3 separate regions of the Mus musculus genome follow, and regions 1 and 3 are each linked to region 2. The links are chromatin contacts, called in public HiChIP or PLAC-seq and promoter capture Hi-C maps. All regions are on one chromosome and are shown on one strand. The core of a region is the stretch at or near the end of the contact, and the rest is flanking DNA. Distances in the headings are between cores, read along the strand shown.

The links. Promoter capture Hi-C pulls out the DNA fragments that hold promoters and counts their contacts. HiChIP or PLAC-seq counts read pairs in DNA pulled down with a chosen protein or histone mark.
Region 1: a promoter capture Hi-C map of liver shows a contact between it and region 2, with 4 times the contacts expected there. The contact joins the promoter of Sdc3 here to the promoter of Serinc2 in region 2. A contact is called at or near these places in 1 of 39 promoter capture datasets (liver), 1 of 115 datasets of contacts at active chromatin or transcription factors (embryonic midbrain) and 2 of 9 other capture datasets (embryonic stem cells and pancreatic islet).
Region 3: an H3K4me3 HiChIP or PLAC-seq map of embryonic stem cells shows a contact between it and region 2, with 10 read pairs. The contact joins the promoter of Khdrbs1 here to the promoter of Serinc2 in region 2. A contact is called at or near these places in 3 of 39 promoter capture datasets (hippocampal neurons and liver) and 6 of 115 datasets of contacts at active chromatin or transcription factors (embryonic hindbrain, embryonic stem cells, forebrain and 2 more).

What each region holds. Positions count from the first base shown.
Region 1 is chr4:130,789,912-130,793,811 of GRCm38.p6, reverse strand. It overlaps Sdc3 (syndecan 3), which reads right to left and starts at 1,275. Exons shown (of 5, transcript NM_011520.3): 1 at 1,010-1,275. The coding sequence starts at 1,141.
Region 2 is chr4:130,274,147-130,278,387 of GRCm38.p6, reverse strand. It overlaps Serinc2 (serine incorporator 2), which reads left to right and starts at 2,802. Exons shown (of 10, transcript NM_172702.3): 1 at 2,802-2,930. The coding sequence starts at 2,892. It overlaps Gm34957 (a long non-coding RNA gene), which reads right to left. Exons shown (of 2, transcript XR_376686.3): 1 at 2,454-4,241.
Region 3 is chr4:129,740,961-129,745,140 of GRCm38.p6, reverse strand. It overlaps Khdrbs1 (KH domain containing, RNA binding, signal transduction associated 1), which reads left to right and starts at 2,838. Exons shown (of 9, transcript NM_011317.4): 1 at 2,838-3,362. The coding sequence starts at 2,981.

The DNA of each region.
Region 1 (3,900 bases), core at 26-2,525, 520 kb before region 2:
AAGAAAAGAAAAGAAAAGAAAAGAAAAGAAAAAAAGGGCAAGGCATGAACCGACCACCAGGTACTATCTTGGGGTCCCCTCCCCAAAGCTAACAGTTGTCAGGGCAGCTCAGAGTCTTGCCTGCCTCCCTACAATCTGGCCACCTTGCTTAGGAGAGAAGGGGCGTGCCGGCCAGCCTGGGCTCTGGTGGTCATCTGAGTGGGTAGGGACAGCCATTGCTCCTGGAGTCAGCCACATGGGGGTAGGACCTAGAACTCCCCAGCTCACTCAGCCCACATTTAGACACCTGTCAACTCAGAACTCACTTGGGAGCTGGGTTCCTCAGAGCAGGGACCCGGCTCATCCACCTGCAGGACCGACCCTCTTCCTCCCGTTCTGCTAGTGAAACCAGAACCAAGTTCAATCCCTTAGCTACTTCGGTTTCTCAAAGGGACAGTCAGGGGTCACCTGGTACCCACCTCTGATGGCACACACACCCATGTCTTCTGGGGTGGGAGCTGAGCCAGGTCCACCATCGCTACACACCTGCACACACATACGTGTGCTTTCACACAGGTCCATGGGTCAAAGCACACACCCCCTCACCCACAGTCACACAGCCTTGGCCATGGTGGAACACAGCGTGCAGAATGGGTCACCCTAGTGTGGAGCGGGATGCGGATGCCATCCAGCCATATGGACAGAGCCTCTCCCGTGCCCACACCCACAGGTGCCCACGCACCCTTCTTAGAAGCAGACACACACACACAGGGTCACCCTCATTCACCCTCGCGGGTCACCTTCATCGACCCACCCCCTCCTCCTCCAATGCCCCCAAGGCCCTGCAGGCAGCTTGGGATGGAGTGGGGGTGGGGAGAAGGCGACCCCAGCGGATACCGGACGCACACGCTTCCCGGCGGGGAGGGGACCCCATGAGACCGGGACACACCCAGCGCGGCACGCGCGACGAGGGGACACGCAAAGACACGCGGGGTACACGCTGGGGACCCTCTTGGGGCCCATCACTCACCCCCGCGGCGCGGCCGGCCAGCAGCAGCAGCAGCAGCGGTGGCAGCAACAGCCCGCGGGCCCCGGGCGCATGGGTGGCGGTGTCCACGCGCTGCCCCTGTGCGGTCCCGCGGCGCGGCGGCCCGGGCTTCATGGCGGCCTTTGTTCGCGGCGCGGGCTGCGCGGGACCTGCGCTCGGCTCCTCGGCCGCCGGCTCCGCCTCGCTCGTTCGTTCGCTCGCTCGCGGCTCCGCGCCCACAGCGGCCGCGCCCGCAGGAAGCGTCGCCGCCGCCGCCGCCACCGCCGCCGCCCCCCGCGCAGGCGGGGCGAGCAGGAGGGCGGGGCCGCGGCGACACCGGCACGCGACACCGCCCCCGGCCTCAGTTTCCCCCCGCGCAGGGGGGGGGGGGCGAGGGGCGTTGACGTCTGCCCCCCTACTGTGGATCCGCGAAGCACGCCGTGTGCGAGCCGCGGGAGAACCTGCTCTTCCAGACAGCACCCCGGGTCTCTCTGCTCCCAGTAGGGTGGTGTCAGAGGACCCCGACTCGGGGTTCCCCCTGGTCCTCCTGAGCTTCTCCTTGGCCTGTTTGTCTGAGAGACACAGGCCCCTAGCCACCCTGAGTTCAGGAAGCAGGGGCTTGGGTCAGCTACAGGCACGCATGGCGAACACCAGCACGCGTCTGCTGCTCACACGCTGGTGAAGTCTCCAGTTTCCCATTCACAGGGGCTCAGTTGCACTAAGGGGTCTCCGGGGAGGCTGGTAAGGGTAGGCGTTGGTTAGTTGGCATGTGAGCTGAGCAGGACACCCTTTGATGTCCCTGCAATCGGCACTATCCATTTGATGGCCATGTGTCCTTGGAAAGAAACCCAGAGCATGAAGCTCCGCACCATATAAGGCAGAGTGTGAGATGGGTTCCCCAGAGGGAGTGAGAGGCTGGGGCATCACAGGTATGCAAGGCTTGCCTAGCTAACCTCGGTAGACATCCTGGGGGGGGGGGGGCGTCCACTCTGTGGCTTACAGATCGCTGAGAACGAGCCAAGCCTGAGTAGTAGCTGCCTGTAACCCCAGTACTCATGACTTAGGAGGCTGAGGCAGAGGGATCTCAAAGCCTGGGCTACATACTGAGTCTCTGTATTTTCAAATATAAGAGGGGAGGGAGAGCTGGTGAGAGATACAGCATACTACTTAAAGATGTAAGTGACTAGTTCCCGGTACCCACACCAGGCTAGACACAACGCCCTGTGACTCCAGCTTCAGAGGATCTAATACCTTTAGCCTCCAAGGACACCTGCATTAATGTGCAGAGGTGTGACACGCATGCCCGCGTGTGCACACATACACACGAATAATAAAAATAAATCCTTTAAAAATGATAAAAATAAATGTTGACACTTTTTTTTTAAGGAAGATGGACTTTCAGGCTGACCTTGAACTTGTGATGTAGCTGAGTATGACCTTGAACATCTATTCCTACTACCTCCATCACATCCAATTTGTGCTGTGCTAAGAACCGAACCCAGAGCTTTGTGCAGAAGGGCATGTGCTCCACCAACTGAGCTACATCCCCAGGCCCTCACAAAGAGTCTTTTAAATCAATCCCATTCGATGCGTTTTGGCATTTGAAGCTAAGATGCCTTGAAGAATACAACATGAAAAGATTGACCTGCCTAGGAATCAGGAACTGGCTTTATCACTAGCATAGCCAGGAGCTGAGGGACTCTAGCTTTGGGTTAAGCAAGTGCTTGGGTTCAAATCCTGGTTCTGACAACCATGGGCTCTGGTACTTGTTTGTACAACTTCACCTCTCTGAGCCTATTCCCCAATGTCTGATGGAAATGAAGACCATATGGGCTTCACTTATTCATTCAACAAACATATTGAATGCCTTGTGTGTACCAGGTCAGGGGACAGGCTGGGAAGCTTTTGTGAGCTCTTCCTTTTCGTGTACTGGGAGTTCAATCAATGTGGTTGGGACTGGTTCTGAGGTGCTCTCAAAGGTTTAGCTGGGCCGGGCGGTGGTGGTGCACGCCTTTAATCCCACCACTTGGGAGGCAGAGGCAGGCAGATTTCTGAGTTCAAGGCCAGTCTGGTGTACAAAGTGAATTTCAGGACAGCTAGGGATATACCGAGAAACCCGTCTTGAAAAAAAAAAAAAAAAACAAACAAACAAACAAACAAACAAAAAGGTTTAGCTGGAATCAAGAAGGAGACCCAAGGAGTGGCATGTCAACTTGGTGCAAAGAAAACCTTGGGGCAGCTGGATCTGACTGATGGGCAAAGTACTGAGCTGCCCATGCTGGGAGGCAAGCAAGGCTGACAGTGTTGCTCAAAGGAGCCTACCAGGTTGCCAGGGAGCATGGCCCAGCCTTGCCTTCCTCATTCTGCAAACCCCCTTTACTGAGATCCCGGCAGGAAGCCTTGTGGGGAATCTTGGGCTAGGAGCGCCACCTGCTGCTTGTTATAGGTATAGTCACAGACTGGGTTGAGATGCACATTTAGTCCCTGGAACATCACAGGTCACCCTGCCTATACCACCGTGTGTGTCCTTATCACATCCCCAGAACACGAATGTCTCCTTCCCTGTGCTACCCTCATCCAAACAGACTCCAGAAACTGCCTTCATCCAGCCGCAGGTCACCGGGCAAAGACTTCTTGACTCCAAAGGCAGAAACAGTCCCGACCACGCCCACCCCAGTCCTTCTGTCTTTCCTGGAACTGGGAAAGTCCAGATTTTCAGTGGACAACTGCAGGGCTCTAGCCAGGCCGCCTGTCCTCCACCCTTCTCTCTGACAGGACACCAACCCATTTTTCAGAGCTGAAGAACTGGGCAGCTGTTAAGATGACACACGCTGGAGTCACCCGGGAAGAAGGAACTTCAGTTGAGAAAATGCTTCCATCAGCTTAGCCCATAG
Region 2 (4,241 bases), core at 1,553-4,052:
AGGGTGATTCCAAAGCCTAGCTGGTTTCAGGCATGGGTAAAGCCAGGACCATGACAGCATAGTATTCTGTTGGGAAAACTTCCAGCCTAAAACTGACTGGTTCTTTCTGTGCTGTAGCTAAGCTAATGCCCTCTCCTCTCAGAAAGCACCTGCTCACCTGGCTTTGGTGCTGCACACTTCTAATTCCAGCACTTGGGAGACAGAGGTAGGCAGATGTCTGTGAATTTGAGGCCAGCCAGGTCTACAAAGCAAGTTCTAGGCTAGCCAGAGCTACATAAGAGATATCCTGCCTCAACCGCTTTACCACCTCAAAAAGCAACTACTTCCTTGACCATGTTCGCAAATGCTCATACCTGCTTTGTAGAGTTAAGCAGAATTTACCAGGCCTACTTCAGGGAAGGGGACGGAGGTGTCCTCGGGATGGCATGGACTCTGGGAGGTTGGGGCAGCATAGACTCCAGGTGTCACCCCCTCTGTGTCGCTGTGCTGGGTTATGGAAAGGAGATGCTGTTGGTGGAGGATCCAGTTGATGGAAGGAGGGGTCCAAGGGAGCAACCCCTGGCATGGGGACATTCAGAAGGCGGGTAGCACTTCAGGCTTTGAGGACAGACGTGTGGATGGTGACCGTGCGGGGCCATTGGGTCAGGATGTTGTCACAGTGGAATGAGGAAGCAGCTCACATATCCATGCAAGCATCCTGCCTTGCTGCGTCTCCTCCTTGTGCATTGAGGGTACAGCCAGAGGTGAATTGGTGTGTGTGTGTGTGTGTGTGTGTGTGTGTGTGTGTGTGAGAGAGAGAGAGAGAGAGAGAGAGAGAGAGAGAGAGAGAGAGAGAAGAGATTGTTTTCAATCTCTTCTACTTTCCAAGAGAGGTATGAATGGCTAAGGACAGGCTTTGGGGATCTGAAGTCAGGGCCACCCTTAATGGCCTCCTAGCAGCAATAGCAGCGATTTCTGTGACCACAACCAGCCTTTGGTCAGTGCTAAGTTTACCAATAACACAAACCTCCGTTTTCCTCATGTGTGAATTGGGTCAGGGAATGAGTCTTTTTTGGGACAAACACGGACTCAAACGGTGCCATGAAAGAGTGTGGGGCTCTTGCTTGCGCTCCACTAAGTTGAATTATATGTGAGGTCTGCTGTTGTAGATGTGCCAGGGAAGTGGGCCGAGGTTCATTTCCAGTCAGGCTGGGTCCTGGGCTGGAGGATCTGGTTCTCTTCATCTAGAAGATGTGGGATGTGGGCAAAGCTTTGAAGGCACCACAGGTGGACAAGGAGAAGGACTTTCAGGAGGAAGGCACCAGGTGGGCTGACGTGTGGAGGAGGGAAAGTGCAGGGTATTTGCGGAACAGCCCTGGCACAATTACCAGCTCAGCCAGGTGCTGTATGAATCACTCGGGGAAGCAGTTAGGCCGGATCTTTGGCCCCTGCGGCCAGCCAAACCTATGGACTTCCTTCCCTAACATTATCTGGTCTAGAGTTGGTGGGGGAGAAGGCTGGGGTGAGCTACCATAATTACAGAACTCTGCTGCTGCGCCTCACACCCGATCCTGGGGATGACCTGCCAGGATGCCCTCTCACCCAGTGACCTCCTTAGCTAGGAGGTCATGGCTGTACACAGATAGGGAGTGAGGAGTGCTGAACAGAGTGTGTGTGTGTGTGTCTCTGTATGTGTCTCTCTCTGTGTGTATGTGTCTCTTTCTGTGTGTATGTCTATCTGCCTCTGTCTCTGTCTCTCTGTGTGCAGTGCTGAGCAGTGAGTGTGTGTGCCTGTGTGTATCTCTGTCTGTCTGTCTGTCTCTCTTATGTGTATATGTGTGTGTGTGGAGTGCTGAGCAGTGTGTGTGTGTGTGTGTGTGTGTGTGTGTATTTGTCTCTCTCTCTCTGTATATCTATCTGTGTTTCTCTCTCTCTCTCTCTCTCTCTCTCTCTCTCTCTCTCTCTCTCTCGTGTGTGTGTGTGTGTGTGTGTGTGTGTGTGTGTGTGTGTGATCCAAGACAGGTCCAGAGTTTGAAGACAAGGTGGATGGAGAGGAGAGGGTCTAAACAAGTACGAATCTGGGGCCTTAACAGGGATGGGAATGACACAGGCTTTTATTCATGGAGCAGTTGCTGTGTGTTCTAACAGCCCCATGAGGTTAGCACCTTTAGTTTCAATAGGGGAAACTGAGACTCAGAGAAGCAAAGTAGCCTCCCTTATCCTCCCTCTGTCTGTCCTTCTCTTCTTTCTTTCCGTAGGCAGGATCCCATGTAACCCAGGCTGACCTAGATCTGGCTATGCAGCCAAAGATAATTTTGAATTTGTGATTCCTGCCTCCTGAGTGCTGGGTTACAGGCGAGAGCCACCATGCCCAGTTTTATGTGGATCAAACCTAGGACTTCATGAATTCTCTGGAAACACTCTACCGACTCAGCTACATTACCATCCCCCCACCCCCTTGCCTAGTAATTTACCATTGAGCACCCATAGATTGGGCCGAGGTTTTCCGCCAAGATCCAAGGGCATCAGGGAAGACCACCTCTTACTTCCTCTAACAATGACAGTATTTGGGGTCGGTCACACAATGGCTCCTATGAAGTTCAAATCCAGATGTATTTCCAAATCCTCGCTTTGGTTCAGCAGACAATCCTAGCTCAGAGTTGAGTTGGGCTGTGCCCCTGTCGTTGCTGGACTTTCCCCATCTCAACCTCTTTAGGAAATGTCTGGCGCCAGTACCTGTCCCAGGTGAGTCCTAGGAGGCCCCGAGCGTCGCCGGAAAGTGACGAGCGGCTTCGGCAGGTGGGGCGGGGCTGGGGCGGGGATGGGTTTGGGGTGGGGCCAGCCAAGCGCCTGGAGTCCCACCGGATCCGGGATCCGAGGCCGGTGCCCCGAGCCCCGCGCCCCTCACCGCCATGGGGGCCTGTCTCGGGGCCTGCTCCCTGCTCAGCTGCGTGAGTGCCCACCTCGTCCCTGCCGCGGCCCCGCTCACTTTTTCTCTACCTTCTTCCTCCAAGTACTTTCTTCTTTTTGCTTCCTCCAAACTTGCCTTTCAGAGGCCCCACCGATGCCCTTCTTATCCTCATCCCCCAGCTGCTCCGCTTCGGCCGCGGTGCGCTGGACAGCTGGTGTCGCGGCTCGGGTGACCGCGGGGGAGGGGTGGGGCGCGGCCGGGCGCCTTTGGCGCCGTCACTCCGAGAACCGGGATACTGAGGCCGGCAGCGGGTGCGGGGAGCCCCGCGGCCATTGCGCGCTCCCCAGCTCAGAGCACCCCCAGGTTGCGTGGCGCGTCTCTCTCCAGGGCGCGGGACTCTTTGTGTAACTGGTAGGGTCCCGGCCCCGCTGAGCTTACTGTCTTTCTGGCAGAGCGTCTGTCATTCTGTCTGCCCCTGTCGCCTGGCTTAGTCTGTTCTTTTGTGTTTGTCCCGTTCACTTCTCTAGGATTCGGGCACTGTCTGTCTGTCTGAACGTCGTCGTAACCAGCTCCGTCTGCATCCTCTTTCGGCGCGCAGTCTGGCCCGCTCACTCTAGGGCACCCCCCCTGCAAGCGCTGGACCCTTTCCCTCCAGCTCGAGCTGGAAAGGAGATGGGGGTTGGGTAAGAAGGGTGGGCAGGAGCCCCCCCCCCCCCATCCCGCTCTTGAGCGAGGTTGGTGTCGGTTGTCACTGACTACCTGTGCCAAACTTTGGATTTGGAAAGATCCAGAAATTGAGGGAGGTTGCGTGTGTCCACCTGGTCGCCACTGTTGGGGACCAGGCGGGAGGCCAGCTCTGTTTTGGGGCAGCAACCAGCACAGGGGAGGGGACCCGGCCGGCCATAACCGGCCGGGAGGCCCCCACTTCCCCAGCCCCCTTTCTTTTCCTTCTTCCCCTCATTAAATCTGAGGCTCTTTCAGACAGCTCCCTCCCCTTCTGGCCCCACACAAAGAGGGGCGGAGAGGGCTCCCGCGGCTGGCTGCTGTAGGAAGGTTCGTTCAGGACTTGCATCCTTTGTCCCTGATTTGTGTGCGTGTTAGGAGCGGGTGCCCAGGAGAGAGCTGCGCATCTAGAGGTTTTCTTTGTAGCCATTTTCTGAGAGTGAGCTCAGTCTGGGGAGGCAGTGGCGTGGGTCCCTGGACACAGCTCTTGTCCTCTCTTGGGCCTCTCTTTCCACTGAAGTGGGGGGGGGGGGGAGAGGGAGAGACGGGTAGAGGGAGAGAGGGAGAGAGAGAGAAGCTTGAACAGGAGATCAGAGTAAGGCTATTCCTTGCTGATGCTCATACCCCT
Region 3 (4,180 bases), core at 1,589-4,088, 530 kb after region 2:
GAGGGAGAGGGAGAGAGAGAGGGAGAGGGGAAGAGGGAGAGAGGGAAAGGGAGAGGGGGGAGAGGGAGGGAGAGGGAGGGAGAGGGAGGGAGAGGGGGAGGCAGAGGCAGAGGGAGGAGGAGGAGCAGAGGGGCAGAGAGAGGCAGAGAGAGGCAGAGAGAGGCAGAGAGAGGCAGAGAGGCAGAGGCAGAGTGGCAATGCAGAGAGAGCAGAGGGGCAGAGGGGTAGAGGCTGGTCTGGTCTACAAATCAAGTTCCAGGCTAGCCAGGGATACATAGTAAGAACTCTACCTCAAAAACAATAGCTAAACAAATCCAAAATCAAAACCAAAAAAGCCAAACAAACAAAAACCCAACCTTTTCAGTAATTTGACATCTTTTTTTGGTGGGGGGGGTTGAGACAGGGTTTCTCTGTGTAGCCCTGGCCGTCCTGGAACTCACTTTGTAGACCTGGCTGGCCTCCAACTCAGAATCCGCCTGTCTCTGCCTCCCTAGTGCTGGGATTGGCTACTTATAAAAATTTTAAGTTATGTTTAGATCTTTATTTTTGTGTGTGTATGTGTACATTTTGTTTCATGGCACATGTGTAGATCTGAGGACAACTTTTGAGAGTCAGTTTTTTCCTCCCACTGTGTAGTCTTGGAGATCGACTCAGATCTTCAGGCCTGAAGATGATTTAACCAGCTCAGACATCTTGACATCTCAGCCTCAGACTTTTTTTTTTTTTTTTAAAAACTTCTCTTTTTTATTTTTTATTTATTATATGTAAGTACACTGTAGCTGTCTTCAGACACTCCAGAAGAGGGAGTGTCAGATCTTGTTACAGATGGTTGTGAACCACTATGTGGTTGCTGGGATTTGAACTCTGGATCTTCGGAAGAGCAGTCGGGTGCTCTTACCCACTGAGCCATCTCACCAGCCCAGCCTCAGACTTTTAATGGGATTTAATTTGGGTTCCATCTGCATACAGTACCCTAGGATGAAGAGATCTTAGAGACTGTGCCCTGGTCCTTACAGCAGTACTATCTGTCTCATGGTGATTTATGTCTTGTTATTCCAGTATTCTGAAGATTAAGACTGAGTTGTTTTGAGTTCAAAGCCACTCTGGGTTAGAGAGTGAGTCACTGACTCTGCAGTGAAAACACGTGTTAAGGAAAAATGAAAGTATTTGTCTTTTTGAAAGAGTGCAGGGGGATCCCTTGTGAAGGACCAGCATTCAGAGCAGGAGTACTAGGAGCTCTGAGAACTAGGCAGCCAACATGGGCTAAGGACTGGCCCTGGAGTCACCGTTTTACAGAATAAACAGAAGGTGGCAACAAAACAATTCAGTCTAACAGGTGCTAGGACTGCAGTTTGTCAGAGACCTAATATAAGATGCTTCTTAGTTTGTTTTTGGGGGACAGGGTGGCCTGTCCTAGGTGGCCTGTAGCTGTGCTGTGTATGTAGGCCAGACTTGTCTCAAACATGAGGTAATTCTGTGGCTTTTCCTCCTCAGCGCTAGGATGCATAACCACCTCATCCCCTTAGTATGGCTGGACATGAAGGCCTCTATGTGCAAGTAGAGGTCAGAAAACTTGGGAGAGCTGGTTCTCTCCTATTTTGGGCCTGGGGCTAGAACTCAGGTTGATAATAGTCCCCTCCACCCCCAACGAAATAAGCTAATTCAAGAATAATTTTTTTTAAAAAGGCATATCTATTTGGAAATGGGTTCCCGGGTGAGTCCACCAGCCTCAGAGGTCGGGGGCAGAGTATGGCTGGTACTTTTTTGATAGATTGTAGGCGAAGAAAATGACAAGTCTACCACAAGCTGGGCTTGTGCCCAGGTATGGTCATCTAGGGTGGGGCTTGGGTGGCTGGTGACTAAAGATGAGGATTAGTACAGTCAGGAATTCAGGACTGGATTTTTTGGCGCCTTTTTGTGTTCTGAGGCTTTCTGAGTAGGCGGGGTTGGAAGGAGAGAGAGAGAGAAAATTTGGAATTTACCGGGGATGAGTGGGTGGGGAACAAGCCAACAAGCCGGGGACTCCAAAAACAGGTGATAAGCAGCATTACCAGTTGACCCGACCCCAAATGCATCTTTTAATAATTCTCTCACTAGTTTTGAACCTGCTCTAATGGAAATCTTGCCGACTGACTTCCTGGATGCCCTACTTGGGTATGGAGGGAGCCCTTTTCTTCCGGTCTTTGCGTCTCTGACTGACCCCTTCGACTCCTTCTGAGTTTCAGTTCTGCAACACACAGCATTCCCCATTCCTGGCTTCCCTTTCGCACACTCATCACTTATCTCTGGGTCAGCCTCCTCCCTCCCACCACGCCCGCCCGCATCCCCATCTTCCCATCCCGTTCGCTCGCGCAGTCTTTCCCTCTCTTCCGGCTTCACTTGGCTCTAACCCTCGCGTCCCCCTCTCTCCAGAAGCGTTCTTTTCATTTCCCGGTTGGAGGGGCGGCCCCCGATTCCACTCCGGGGCACCGCTCCCTCGGGGACCTCCCCAGGCTCGGCCGTTGAAGGAGGCGTGGCGCACGAATAACAGGTCTCCTGCCGCACACTCCGCGGGCCCGAGCGCAGACAAAGACATTCCACGGCGCCCGCCCCCTCCGCGCACTCCGCCCGGGGGAGGGGGAGGGGAGACACGTGTACCGCTAGCGCCGGGTCACGTGGAAAAGAAAAAGAAATGAAGGAAGGCGGCGGGCGCCCGCGCAGGCGCCCTAAGCTCGGAGCCCAAGCGGGGAGGCGACGTCTTCAGTCGGCGCAGGCGCCGTGGTCCAACTGGGGACTTTGTTCTCCGCGGAGAAACTCAAGGGCGGTGCCGGTAGGCGCCTGCGCACGCGCGCCGCCTCATTTCCGGTGCTCTCTCGCTGGGTCGCTCGGGTCGGCTTCGGTCGCTGTCGCTCCTGTTCTTCCACCCCCGCCAACCGCCGCTCGGGCCTCAGCTGCCGCCGCGTCGCTTCCTCGCTCGTTCGCTCGCCACCCATCATCCCCGATGCAGCGCCGGGACGATCCTGCCTCGCGCCTCACCCGGTCCTCGGGCCGCAGCTGCTCCAAGGACCCGTCAGGTGCCCACCCCTCGGTGCGTCTGACCCCGTCTCGGCCGTCGCCGCTTCCTCACCGGCCCCGGGGAGGGGGAGGTGGGCCCAGAGGAGGCGCTCGGGCCTCGCCCGCCACCCAGCCGCCGCCGCTGCTGCCTCCCTCCACCCCTGGTCCCGACGCGACGGTGGTGGGTTCCGCGCCGACCCCGCTGCTGCCCCCGTCAGCCACAGCCGCGGTCAAGATGGAGCCGGAGAATAAGTACCTGCCTGAACTCATGGCCGAGAAGGACTCGCTCGACCCGTCCTTCACTCACGCCATGCAGCTGCTGTCCGTAGGTAAGCGGTTCTTGGCGGGTCCTCTGGGTCTCCCGGTCCTGACTGTGGGTGGCCGCCGCTTTGTTCTTGCTCCCACCCCCTCGGAGCCCGGGCATCGAGAGTTGTCATCTCGACCTGGCCTTCGAGATTCTGCACCCACAGTCCCACCCGGGCTCAGGGTGTAAGGGAAGATTTCTGAGCCACGGACGAGGCCCGAAGAGGACTCGCGATCTCAGAGCGCGGAGAGCTTGATGGATAGTACCGTGCTCCCGCCCCCTTCTCCTCCCGTAGTAGTTGCCCCGCGCGCCAAGGGCCGGCTCTTAACAGAAATGAACCTATTTCTCCCCGCTTTCCCAAAGAGGAAACATTTGGGGGGGGGAATCGCGGGTGATGGAGACCTGGGGTGTAAGGTAGAGATAGCCGGAATGCCGGTCCCGCACAGCGCATCTACGGAGCGGGGCGGGATTTAGCGGGAACTCGGGTTTAAGTTCATTAGAGGTCGGGGCGACGAGAGAATCCGTGAGCTTGAGGTTTTCTCAAGCCAAGCTTTCCATTTCGGCCTGTCGAGTAAGAATTGCTGCAGACCCGGATGGTTTCTCTGTTTTATTTTGAAATGTGTTTCTGAAGTTATGCAAAAGTGTGTGTGTGTGTGGGGGGGGGGTTGTGATAGCCCAGGAGACCGTAGAAAGAAATGATAGAGGGAGGTAAGGGGCGGCAGGCAGGTTCTTTTGCGTGAGATGAACGAGAAATTGGTCTTTTTGTTTTAGTTTTTGCTGGAGTAGAGATAGTTTAAGAATGGTAGTCTTTGTTCTCTGATTGTAGACTATGGAGCTCTCTTC